2 separate regions of the Mus musculus genome follow, and region 1 is linked to region 2. The links are chromatin contacts, called in public Hi-C maps. All regions are on one chromosome and are shown on one strand. Each heading gives the region's core, a stretch centred on a gene start, on an enhancer-like site or on the middle of the called end of the contact. The rest is flanking DNA. Distances are from core to core; before and after follow the strand shown. Region 1 overlaps Ssc5d (scavenger receptor cysteine rich family, 5 domains). Region 2 holds the start of Rasl2-9 (RAS-like, family 2, locus 9).

Region 1 (2,918 bases), core at 235-2,734, 180 kb after region 2:
CCATGATCTCCAACGCCATCACAGATGGCATTGACAAGTTAGGATCAGCATTGTAATTCTGTCCCTCCAGAGCCCCTGCTCCCCAGTAACAACACCCACACTTCGATTGTACATACGTTGGCTTTTGTTTAAGAGTATCTTAAGCACCGTGAATTTCAGAGTGGGTCACACATCTCCCCTCAGAGGCCTCTCCTCCTCCTCTGTGGTGGTGGTCATGGGCACAGGAGTGCTGGGGGGCCAGGCCACCTCTGCTAGCCTCTTTACAGTCTCACTCAGCTGCCCCAACCCCTGAGCAGCCTCTACCAACTGGGCTAGGCCCAGTGCCAGGACTTGGCGCTCCTGCCGGTCCTGCTCCAGGACCCAGGTCAGTCTCTGCAGCTGGTCACCCACCTCCCTCACAGCACCTACCAGCTCCACCAAGGCAGGTGGCTCACAAGCCATGACCCTTACTGGTGGTAATGGGGACACACATGGCCCAAAAGGATCTGGGTTGTGATTAGGGGTTGGCCCTTGAGTGAGGTGGTCTGAAGCTGAGTGTAAGGTCTGGCTTCTGGGTGGTTTGAAGGCATCTGTGGGTAGTGGGTCCAAGTTTGAGGCTGGAGAGGGACTGGAGGGGCCGGACTCCGAGGCTAGAAAGAGCTCTAGGTTCTGCGTCTGGGATGCGTCTGTGGATGGGGCTTCCTCAAAGGTCAACTCTGAGTTTAGTCTAGGCTTAGTGGGAGAGGAAAGTTCTGTCTTTCGGGAGGATGGAAGGGACTCTGTAGGGGTGGCAGGGGTTGAGGAAGGGTGAGTATTGGTGGGAGGTTGAGGACTTGTGGCGGGGTGAGGGCTCCTGGGTTGCTGAGGGTTTGTGGTAGGTTGAGGGGCAATGGTGGGGTAAGAAGTTGTGTTGAGTTGAGGGATGCTGGTGGGGTGAGAGGCTGTAAACGGCTGTGTGGGGGTCCTGGTGTTCATGGGGAGGTCTGAGGAGTCAGAACTTTCTGGGATTATTTCAGGTGCTGGTGTTGTATCAGGTCCTGGAGTCAGCTCTGAGGTAGGAGAAAGCCTGCTCACTTCTGATAGCATAGAGGAGGCAGAGGTTAGCCCTTCAGGGGAGGTGGGTGTTGGGCTGCCTGAAAGCTCTGGGGAACGTGTTGGAAGCAAACTGGTATTAGGAGTGGACAAGGCAAAGGTTGCTGGGGAGGGAAGTCCTGGGGTGAGTAGAGATGGTTTGGGGGAGCTAGAGGTCCCCTCCTGCTTTGAGTCTGGGATGAGTTGTGGCCAGGAGCCAGAGGTCTGCCGTGAGCCAGAAGGCTCTGGTGAAGAGGAGGAAGCAGGAGATGAGGTGGTGGCTGAGGTGGGCAGCGGCCGGCGCTCAGGTGTTGGCTTCCTTGGTGAACCTGGAGTTGGAGAAAAGAGGGGCAGATCGGTCAGAGGTCAGTCTGCCCTATTGCCCTATCTACGTATTCCGCAAAGTCCCTTGAGGAGAAGACCAATGGGAAGGCAAAGATCTTCGTGACATCATGGGTCACCGGCAGATTTCACCAGGCCCTAGTGCCCCTCCTCCTCAACTCTTGCGAGGTCCCTGCCGCCACCTGGTGGCCTATGCGGGGAACACAGATGCCTACAAGTACAGAGTGGAGAAAGAGCCCAGGGGACCAGAAAGATGAACACGCTTTGGGATACGAGAAGACTCCTAGGAAACACCCACAGTGAGACTCTATGTGATAATTAACGTTCACTGTCAACTTGACAAGATTTGGAATCACCCAGGGGACACAGGTCTGAACATGTCTATATGGGAGTTTACAGAGAGATTTTATTGAGGAGGGAGAAACAACCATATCTATCGCTTGGGCTGGGGTTCTAAACTGAATGAAAAGAAGTGAGTTAGTCAGGCGTGGTGGCCCATGCTTTCAACCCCAGCCTTTTAGAGTCAGAGGCAGGAGGAAGTGTGTGAGTTCGAGGCTGTCTCTCTGCTTGATCTTTGAAGTAAGAAGTAGTTACCCCTAGGAGCTTGGAGCCCATCTCTGTACCCCAGGACACATACTCCCCAGGCCTCTTTGCCCATGCCTCACCTGCACGGGCCCTTGGAGCTGGAAAGGGGTGGCCGGGACTCTTGCTGGTGCTAGTGGTAACTGTGGATCCAGGCTTGGTTGTGGTGGGGGTCCCCTTGAACAGACCCCTTCCTGAAGGTGTATCCCACGTCCAGGAAGACTCATAACCTCCCTGGTCATCTGCAGATGTGTGAGGAAGAGAGTTGAGTCCTCCTTCCACTTTTTCCTGCTGCTCATTACCACAGCTCACCCGTCATTCAGCCCCTCAGCCTATGTCACCTTGTCACCGGTCAGGATGCTCTTGGCTAGTAAACGCAGAACCTGAAGAGGTTATCCCATAAAGCAAATGCGTGCATTGATTCCGTTCAAAGCAATATTGTTTTTGACACAGTCTCAGGTAGCTCACACTGAACTTGAACTCATGTAGCTGATGCTGGCCTGGAATTCCAATCTCCCTTTACATTTTAAAATGACATGTATTTATTAGTGCATGTGTGCCTTCCACCATGTGTGCTCCAACAATACTTGTCAGGTTTGTCACCAAGTATCCTATCTACTGAACTATCATGCTGTCCCAAGCAGCCTTTTTTAAGCCATAGCACACACATACACACATGCACAAACATAATACAGTTAAAATAAATAGATAAATAAATGGGTGACAATAAATAATTAACAAAAAGAAAAAACGTTCCTGAGTCTCATAAATACTTAGAATACACAAACCTTTCCAGGGTGAATCTCAGGGGAAAGACTAAAGACACGATTAAGCCCAGAGAAAGGCAACACACTCCGGGCTTTGACGAAGGAAGGGGCTGGAGCTGGAAAAGTCAAGAGGGCAGCTTCTCCCCTAGGGATCAGCCCTGCCTGATCTTAGATCAG
Region 2 (2,947 bases), core at 153-2,652:
TTGAAGTATCGATTTGCCCTGGCAAATGTACACACCTCATGCTAGCCTCATGAAACTGGAATAAGCCTTTGAAAAGAAATTTGTCCTTGAAGCGTGTATCTGATATCAGCACTGGATCATAGAACTTGCTGATTTTTGACCTTGTATTCAAGTTAACTGCTCCCTTGGTATATGTTTAACACCCTGTGCATATCTTGATTCAGTCCTTAGTTCATGTGGCTCGGTCACTTGGGGCTGGGGAGAACACGCAGTGGAAGAGAAAGGCCCAGCCTGGTGGATCTCTGTGAGCACCACGGAGTGATCTGTGCAGGGTATTAACCAACAGCAGACTTCCAGGATTTCCCGAGGCTGGCAAGGGCTCCTGAACCAGTTACCACTCCTTCTTGCCAGTCTAACAGGGTGGGAAAGTCCGAGCCTTAGGACCCAGTTTCCGTTCTGGTTTCTTCCCTCCTGACCACCATCGGTTGTTAGTTGCCTTGAGTTGGGAACGTTTGCATCGACACCTGTAAATGTATTCATTCTTTAATTTATGTAAGGTTTTGTTGTACTCAATTCTTTAAGAAATGACAAATTTTGGTTTTCTACTGTTCAGTGAGAACATTAGGCCCCAGCAACACGTCATTGTGTAAAGAAATTAAAGTGCTTCAGTAACTGAAAAAAAAAAAAAATTTCCTACTACCTATGATATCAAGCTTGGCTTTCTACAAGAGTTCAATCTCTGACTCTCATTTAATTCTTCCATTCCTTCACACACATATATATATATATATATATATATATATATATATATATATATATACTTTTTTTTTTTTTTTTTTTTTTTGGTTTTTCGAAACAGGGTTCTCTGTATAGCCCTGGCTGTCCTGGAACTCACTTTGTAGACCAGGCTGGCTTCGAACTCAGAAATCCGCCTGCCTCTGCCTCCTGAGTGCTAGAATTAAAAGTGTGCGCCACCACACCCGGCTCTATATTTCTTTTATATTTGACATAAGATCGCCTTTTTTTTTTCCTTTGTCTCTAAAAACAAATTGTGCAGCCCGTTGCTTAGGCAAAAGGAGTTTTGTCAGAAAAGTTCAGATCTAACAGATCTGTTCAGGATGGCAGGCAGTTCACTGAGCCAAGCTGCCTTCCTCTGTGTCCCTGTCATGAATCCTTGATTCGGTACAATTCAGTAGGCTTCATCCAAGAAATGCAGAGATGGTTCAGTAAGTGAAAATCAGTCCTGGAAGGTAGCTGGAAGGACCCGGCAGAGCGCAACACGAGGGTTGGTTGTCCTTCGGGTGGGCACCGCAGCGGCGGGCGGTGCCCAGCTTCCCTTCCCCCACAGTCTGGTACAGAGTCTGCCTTCCCGCGCGCTCTTCCCGGCCGCTGCCTTTAGAGGGCGCACGTGCAGCAGCCGCTCTCTCCGGCAGGATCGCCGCGATGGCCGCCCAGGGAGAGCCGCAGGTCCAGTTCAAGGTCGTCCTGGTGGGCGACGGCGGCACCGGAAAGACGACATTCATGAAGCGCCACTTGACCGGAGAGTTTGAGAAGGAGTATGTAGCCACCCTGGGCGTGGAGGTGCACACATTAGTCTTCCATACCAACAGAGGACCTATCAAGTTCAATGTGTGGGACACAGCCGGTCAGGAGAAGTTCGGGGGGCTGCGCGATGGCTACTACATCCAAGCCCAGTGTGCCATTATAATGTTTGACGTAACATCAAGAGTTACTTACAAGAATGTGCCTAGCTGGCATAAAGATCTAGTGCGTGTGTGTGAAAACATCCCCATTGTATTGTGTGGCAACAAAGTGGATGTTAAAGACATGAAAGTGAAGGCAAAACCTATTCTCTTCCACCGAAAGAAGAATCTTCAGTACTATGACATTTCTGCCAGAAGTAACTACAACTTTGAAAAGCCTTTCTTCTGGCTTGCCAGAAAGCTCATTGGAGATCCTAACTTGGAGTTCGTTGCCATGCCTGCTCTTGCCCCACCTGAGGTAGTCATGGACCCAGCTTTGGCAGCACAGTACGAGCATGATTTAGAGGTTGCTCAGACGACTGCTCTCCCAGATGAGGAAGATGACCTGTGAGAAAGTGAAGCTGGAGCCCTGCGTCAGAAGTCTATTTTAGGCAACTGTCCTGTGATGCCAGCCAGCGGTGCAGTGTGTGTGCCACCTTATTTAGCTAAAGGAGATCGTGCAATTCATTGGGATGCTGAAGGAGATGAATGGGCTTCGGAGTGAATGTGGCAGTTAAAATACACCTTCATTTTTTTGGACTTGCGTATTTAGCCCCCTGGAACAGAGTTGTTCTGGATTTCAAAGATAAGACTGCTACCGTAGCATCACAATAGTCAGTGGTGAAATCTTGTTTGTAACTGTCATTCCCACTCTTTCATTTAGAATCAGAATAAAGTTGTATTTCATATTTGAAATATCTTCTAAATATCTTCTAAAAAAGAGAAAAATAAAATCAGCAAATGTAATCTATCACATAAACAAATTAAAAGGGGAAAAAAAACATGATCATATCTTTAGATGCACAAAGGGCCTTTGACAAAATCCAACACCTCTTTATCATAAAACTCCTTGAGAGCCTAGGGATACAAAAGACATACCAAACATAGCAAAGGCAATATAAAGCAATCTGATAAGCCGGGAGTGGTGGTGCCTTTAATTAAATGCCTTTAATCCCAGCATTTGAAAGGCAAAGGCAGGCGAATTTCTTTTTTTTTTAAGATTTATTTATTTATTATATGTAAGTACACTGTAGCTGTCCTCAGATACTCCAGAAGAGGGCATCAGATGATTGTGACCACCTTGTGGTTGCTGGGATTTGAACTCGGGACCTTTGGAAGAGCAGTCGCGCTCTTAACCACTGAGCCATCTCGCCAGCCCCCAGAGAATTTCTGAGCTCAAGGCCTGCCTGGTCTACAAAAGTGAGTTCCAGGACAGCCAGGGCTAT

What was found. Hi-C and Micro-C count contacts between places; a contact is called where the count stands out from the background.
Region 1: a contact with region 2 is called in a Hi-C map of Th1 cells, with 4 times the contacts expected there. The contact joins the enhancer-like site here to the promoter of Rasl2-9 in region 2. A contact is called at or near these places in 2 of 39 promoter capture datasets (hematopoietic stem and progenitor cells and neutrophils), 14 of 484 Hi-C or Micro-C datasets (B cells, CD4 T cells, CD8 T cells and 10 more), 3 of 115 datasets of contacts at active chromatin or transcription factors (bone marrow-derived dendritic cells and microglia) and 2 of 9 other capture datasets (adipose tissue and liver).

Annotation. Positions count from the first base shown.
Region 1 is chr7:4,942,012-4,944,929 of GRCm38.p6, reverse strand. Ssc5d (scavenger receptor cysteine rich family, 5 domains) reads right to left here. Exons shown (of 14, transcript NM_173008.3): 13 at 2,058-2,216; 14 at 102-1,379. The coding sequence ends at 166. Among named protein-coding and RNA genes, the nearest start is that of Ssc5d, 18 kb to the right of the region's middle. Within about 2 kb of position 1,484, at least 64 of the 459 cell types and tissues checked have an H3K27ac peak or open chromatin away from gene starts, as enhancers often do. A contact at or near this core is called in B cells, CD8 T cells, Th1 cells and 1 more, where this site is marked.
Region 2 is chr7:5,124,405-5,127,351 of GRCm38.p6, reverse strand. Rasl2-9 (RAS-like, family 2, locus 9) reads left to right here and starts at 1,402. Exons shown (of 1, transcript NM_009028.2): 1 at 1,402-2,410. The coding sequence starts at 1,423. The coding sequence ends at 2,073.